2 separate regions of the Sus scrofa genome follow, and region 1 is linked to region 2. A link is a contact called in public Hi-C data. All regions are on one chromosome and are shown on one strand. Each heading gives the region's core, a stretch centred on a gene start, on an enhancer-like site or on the middle of the called end of the contact. The rest is flanking DNA. Distances are from core to core; before and after follow the strand shown. Region 1 has its middle 7.3 kb from the start of RHOU. Region 2 overlaps NUP133 (nuclear pore complex protein Nup133).

What was found. Hi-C and Micro-C count contacts between places; a contact is called where the count stands out from the background.
Region 1: a contact with region 2 is called in a Hi-C map of omental adipose tissue, with 2.0 times the contacts expected there. The contact joins two enhancer-like sites. A contact is called at or near these places in 3 of 47 Hi-C or Micro-C datasets (embryonic fibroblasts and omental adipose tissue).

The regions. Positions count from the first base shown.
Region 1 is chr14:60,683,214-60,686,636 of Sscrofa11.1, reverse strand. No RefSeq gene overlaps it. Among named protein-coding and RNA genes, the nearest start is that of RHOU, 7.3 kb to the right of the region's middle. Within about 2 kb of position 1,811, at least 7 of the 83 cell types and tissues checked have an H3K27ac peak or open chromatin away from gene starts, as enhancers often do. A contact at or near this core is called in omental adipose tissue, where this site is marked.
Region 2 is chr14:60,375,001-60,378,014 of Sscrofa11.1, reverse strand. It overlaps NUP133 (nuclear pore complex protein Nup133), which reads right to left. Exons shown (of 26, transcript XM_001928164.7): 13 at 466-629. Among named protein-coding and RNA genes, the nearest start is that of NUP133, 23 kb to the right of the region's middle. Within about 2 kb of position 1,359, at least 6 of the 83 cell types and tissues checked have an H3K27ac peak or open chromatin away from gene starts, as enhancers often do. A contact at or near this core is called in omental adipose tissue, where this site is marked.

The DNA.
Region 1 (3,423 bases), core at 562-3,061, 310 kb before region 2:
ACAGCTCACAGCAATACCAGATCCTTAACCCACTGAGCGAGGTCAGGGATCTAACCTGTCCTCAGGGATGCTAGTCCAGTTCGTTACCACTGAGCCACAACTGGAACTCCTCAAGCAAAAATTTTGTGTGTATGAAAAAAAATTTAGAAACAGAATTCTGATTAATAAATACAATTCTCAGCAAATAATATGTATTATAAGGTAGACATAATACTCAATACATCCATCAGCATAATGTAATACTCCCTGTGAGTAGCATTATCCATATTGTTATGGCCTGAACTCTGTCCCTCCAAATTCATGTCCTGAAGCTCTAACCCTCATAGCTCAGAGTGTGTGACAGTATTGATTGATAGAACCCTTAAAGAGTAGCTAAGTTGAAATGAGGTGTTTAGGGTGAACTAGTGTCCGTTTAGGAAGAGGAAATTAGAACACAGACACGCACAAAGGGAAGATGGTGTGAGGACACAGGGAGGAGATAGCTGTGGACCAGCCCGGAAGGGAGGCCTCAGAAGCAATCACCCCTGCTGAGCCCTTGATCTTGAACAACCACCCTCTAGACTGTGAGAAATAAACTGCTGCTGTTGAAGCCCCCAGCCTGTGGTACTTTGTCATAGCAACCCCAGCAGACTAAGGGATGCACAGGTGTGTGGCCCTCTCGGGCTCAGATGTGGGCCCAACTGGCCAGAAAGCCATCTCCTCACCCCCACCCCCAACAGAATATGCTGTGGGGAAATCATACCTTTCCTCCAAGGAAATCACTTTATACCCCTCCCCCAGGTCCTCTTCCCAGCCCTGTTCACGGTCCTCAGGTTTGCAGAGTAGACCACGGGATCCGTGTGTCTTGTCTGGCTAGACTCCCACTGTGGGCTTTGAGAATTCAACTGTCACTTTGTTTTTCAAAATGGTCACACCAAGAGCTTCTTAAAATCCAGAGGATCCCTGAGAACATTTTTCTTCCCAAGACATAAACAAGATGTTTCCATACTTTTAAAAAGGAAATGGATGGCAGGAGTTTCAGTATGAGTCAAAGCAGAGCCTAAAAAGCCCTGTGGCTCTCCCTTCAGATCAGGTGAGCTTCGAGCACACATGGGCTCCATCCAGCAAAACAAACTCCGGGCAAGTTTGTTTACTGACTCGACCGACCGGCTCAATGTCCAGATCCCGAGGGTGCACAGCACAGAGAAAACCGGCCTGTTGGGTTCAGGGCTCCACACTAAGGACACACCCCCACCGTCCCAGACTTCTTTTGTTCCAATCTCAGTCATCCCCTCCTTCACTGAAATTCAACCTGGCACCAGAAATCAATGAAGCAGCCAGTTTGCACATAGGGCCCATCAGGTTTATTCTCAGCCACCTGATCAACAAAGGCATCGAGGGTTGTTTCCAATCCCAAAGGGGCCTAGTGGCTCCGTGTGCAGCCAGTGGCCAGGTGGCTGTGTAGACAAGCCCTTACTCACTCAGGCAGTGCACTTGGCAGGCACTTACTCACTTGTCCCTTCCTAGCTTCTGTTATCTGGCCCTACTTAATATTTCCAGCTCTTTGTTTTGGCCACAGCATGCAGTGGTTTGATGTAGGATCTCAGTCCTCAGACCAGGGATTGAACACAGGCTGCAGTGGTAAAAGCACAGAGGCCTAACCACTAGACTGCCAGGGAGCTCCCACTATTTCTAGATTTTTAATGTCTGTCCTTTTAATGTGACATTGGAATCCCAGAGTTCAGCCTTGGCCTCTCCCTTCTGGGTCTGCAGTCATAAGTGAGCTCACACCCACTCACCCTTCACCACGTGCCAAGGAGATGCCGTCTCCACCCTGGCCAGCCTCTCTCTCTGAATTGTAGATATATATTCAACTGTCCACTTGACCTCTCAGAGGCAACTCGGACTTCATACGAGTAAACAGAATTCCCAATCTTTCTTCCAGTTCCGAAAACTGCTGGAATTTTCCTCATCCCAGCCCATGACAACTTGGGTTTGCCAGACCAACATCCCTGGACTTAACTTGCCTTCCATGTGCCCTCAAACCCAGGACCCAAGGTGCCTGGGGGCATGTGCTGTCTCTAGCCTCAAGGCATGGCCAAAACCCAGCTTCTTCCCAGCCCTACATCTGGCCAAGTCCCCACCCCCCTGCTCAGACCTTCATCTCTAACTGGCCTCTGGGACATCTTCTCCCCAGTAGGTGCTTTTCCTCAGCAGCCCGAGGGATCCTGGGAGCCTGAGACGGTGCTACTGCCCAACCAGTGCCAGCCGCTCCAGCTTACCCAGGAGCCTACACTCAGGTCTTTTGTTTCATTTCTTTTATGACCTCACCACCCCCCACCCCTCCCACCCCCCACTAACTTCTCCCAAGGCTCCTCGGTGCTTCCCTGATCTGCACAAATAGTCCCTGCAGCAGGGATTCTGCTCTTGCTATTCCCTGGCCTGGAAGGCTCCTTCCCAGACGCCCAGGACACTCAGGCCCCTCAGGCCTTCAAGTGTAACCATAAGAGACCTTCGCTGCCCACCTATTAGAGCACAGTTAGTGTTCTGTGCTCTGTCCTGCTTCTCTTCCTCTGTGGAGCTTTGCCCCTTCTGACAAGTACACATTTGCTCATCCTGGTCACAGTCTGTCTCCCCCACAAATGTCCGCTTCACGGAGGAGTGGTTAGCATCCACTGTGGTCATCAACAGGGCCCAGCCACTACAGACCTCAAAGCAGTGGGTGCTTAATAAATATTTGCTGAGTGGGCACACATATGGCATTCCTTCCACACAATTTCCCCAGTGTAGAGGGAAAGGTCCTCCTGTCTGACAAAGGAGGGCAAACCCATGGCGACTTGAGCAAGTGCCCTCTGAATTACTCTACACCTGGTGGGGGTTGTTTTTGGAGTTCTCCCCCGTGACAAGGACAGGGTGAACTTACATTAAATATGTGTGATGAGATGTTATGTGCATCTCATCCTTCTAGGCACTAAATACACCCCTTGATACCCAGAGGCATGCAACAGACAAGGACTGAAGTGAGTCTGATCAAACCATCAGCTTCAACTTCCTCCCGGGACAGAGCAGTGTCTCCCACACTGATCAGTTGTCCTTGAGTCATTTCTTGTCTGCCAGTCTCTCTGCCTTTTTAAAATTTTTATTTGTTTTTATATTTCAATCTCAGGACTATTGTTACAGGGATTCGAGGAAAAGTAAACTAATATTTTTAGCACACCAAAACTCTTCCTGCTGTTCATTTTCATCTTCTGGGTTATTTCAAATTAATGAATTTGAAGGCGCACCCTTGGAGTATGAGCCTGGAATTCACTCTGTGCGCTCAAGTCTCAAAGGACAGAGTTCAAACTTTACAGAAGTGACCCCAATAGCTACCAGGCTCAGTCTATATTGCTAGAGAGGAATAGTCCAGAAGACCTCAGGCCAAATGTCTGAAATCTGGTCTTC
Region 2 (3,014 bases), core at 110-2,609:
ACAGAATACACAATGTCCCTTAGTTTCTTTTTTTTATTTATTTTTTTGTCTTTTTAGGCCTGCACCTGTGACATATGAAGGCTCCCAGGCTAGGGGTCTAATCAGAGCTACAGCTGCCGGCTTACACCACAGCCACAGCAACGCAGGATCCGAGCCACATCTGTGATCTACGCCACAGCTCATGGCAACACCGGGTCCTTAACCCACTGAGCAAGGCCAGGGATTGAACCCGCAACCTAATGGTTTCTAGTCGGATTTGTTTCTGCTGCTCAGTTGCTATTCTGTTCTGAGCCCTTTTCAAATCTACTATGAGGAAAGTTACAACCTTTTAAAAAAATACTGAAAATTCATACTAAATTGTTTCAGAAAATAAGAAGTATACATCGAGAAATGCTTTAACAAAAGAACCAGAATATTCTTCTCAAAACAACTCACTCCATAACATTCACACTAGGATGTTCTTACCCTCGGGAACAGACTCTGCCCAGCGTGGGTCAGAAGCTGGGTAATCGTCCACCAGGTCCACACTGATCTGGGTAACAGCTCTGTCTAGTTCATGGTCAGAGTCCAAATCAGAGTGAGAGGAAAACAGCTCATCAACTATCATTTGAGCATGACCTAAATCTTTTCTGAAATAAAATTGGAAAACAAAAGTATTAAAAGTGAAAGTACTAAACATGAGAAAGTTAATTGTGAAATTAAAAATCCCATATGTTATCCCAAAGTTATTACTTTTATTGTAACATTTACTTAAAAGGGAGACAACCAGGGAGTTCCTGCTGTGGCTCAGTAGGTTATGAACCCAATTGGTACCTATTAGGATGTGGGTTCGATCCCTGGTCTCACTCAGTGGGTTAAGGATCCAGTATTGCCATGAGCTGTGGTGTAGGTCACAGATGTGGCTAGGTCCTGTGTTGCTGGCTCTGGTGTAGGGCAGCAGCTGCAGCTCTGACTGGACCCTTAGCCTGGGAACTTTCATATGCCACAGGTGGGGCTCTAAAAAGCAAAATAAATAAGTAAATAAATAAATAAAATGAAAAATTAAAAAAAAGGAAGAGAACCATTATACATTAATTAACTCAACAGATATATGTTGAACACTTACAATATGGAGGCACTGGAGACAGAACAATAAGCAAAACATTAGGAAACAGTCCCAAGACATCACCAAGTATACAGTGGCACAAGAGCCAGACACTTAAACAAGTGGCTACATTCGCACCAGGAGAGGGAATAGCAGAGGCCACAGGGCACACAGATGGGAGACCAAAAGCACCAGAGGGGCAGGGGACACGTCCTGGAGGAAGAAGTGCAGGGAGGCTGGGATGACCACAGGAGGGGTGCGTGGTGGCAAAGAGAACATGTCATGCTTCTGAGCAAACACACCTGCAACTCAGGAGAATGGAAGCCCCAGGAAAGGAGACTACCCAGGAGGGGTGGGACGACAGGCCCAGGGCAGACCTCCTAGAAACAACACCAACTAGAAGACTCATAAACCATGGGACAGCGTGTGAGCTTAGTCATAAGGACAGTGGAAAGAAACTGACTGAGAAGGCAGCGTCATGATCTATTCTATCTTTAAAAGACCATTTCAAATATGCTCTGGGGCTAGAGGAAGAGACAAGAGAAAGAAAATTCCAGCTAGGAAGTGACTGCAGAGATCCAGGCAAGGAAGAACAGGAGTCTCCACCAGCACAGCCATGGCAGGAAGGGGACCAGGAGACAGGTGTGAGAAAGAGACACGGGAGGGAAGTCTTGGCAAGAAGAAGCCAGCACAAGAAAGATCAAGGATATAGAAAAGGACAGGAACATTCAGAACTAAGACAAAAAGAGGGAGGGCAAGAGGGAAAGGAGCTGGGAGGCAGGGAAGTTTGTAGGTGGAAAGCACAAGGATGGCTTCCATTATCTCTGGAACAAGCTGAGTCATCTGCTCAGGCTGGGAAAGGAGCAGAAAGAGGGGAAGGGGAAGGAGGTGAGAAAGGGCTGAAAAGGTTTCTTGGAAGAACAGGAGACAGTGCTACCACAGGGACACAAAAACACTGCTTTTAACACAGTTAAAGGCAAGGCTGAAGCTAAACACCTAAATATGGTATAGGTTACAGGCCAAGTGGACAAAGCAAGATCAATCAATCAGGAACTATTTTAACCAAAAGACTAAGTTTCTTAAAACTCTCATGAACAAAAGGTTTTATATTTATATTACGTACAGAAAAATCAAAATATACAAAAATTAATTTCAAAGAGACCATCCCATAAAGAAAGTCACATCACCTTAGCAGAAAACTAGACAGATAAGTTTAGTGTTCCACCTACCAATTTGGACCCCTTGAAAAGAATTCTGGTTGTCACAGGCTAGGGAGAATGACACTAATGGCATCAAGTGGGAAGAGGCCAGGTTTGCTGCTAAACACTACAAGTCTGGTGACAGCCCCATGACAAAAATTACCTGGCCCCATAGGTCAACAGTGACAAGGTGGAGAAATGCTGCTTTAGAGGTACTATAATTCCATTTGTGCAGAGTCTAAAAGTCATTAAGACCATTGGCTGACACCACCCGGAAACGATTACTTGTTAACCTTGAAGTACTTCAACCCTGCTAAACAGGTTAAGCAGAAGGCTCAGTTGTGTTAGAGGCCCAATGACACTGTTCCAAAGGTGACTGTGCTCTTGGCACTTAAGCTCAGGGATCTCCTTTCATACTTAGTCATCTTTCCCAGTGAAACATTTAGAAGTGACAAATCCATGCCACACAGAATCTCAGAATGTGACCTTATTTGGAAAGAAGGTATTTGAAGATATGGTCAATTATGATGAGGTCTTATTGGATTAGGGTGGGCCTTAAATCCAGTGACTGATGTCACTCTCTGAAGGACATGTGAAGACAGACATACAGGGAAGAATGCCAGGTGACAATGGAGACAACTGAGGGACACTTACACACGCCAAGGGGAGCCGACTACCCGGAACCGCTAGGAAACAGGACAGGGACAGCCAAGCTCCTTCCCGAGAGCCTT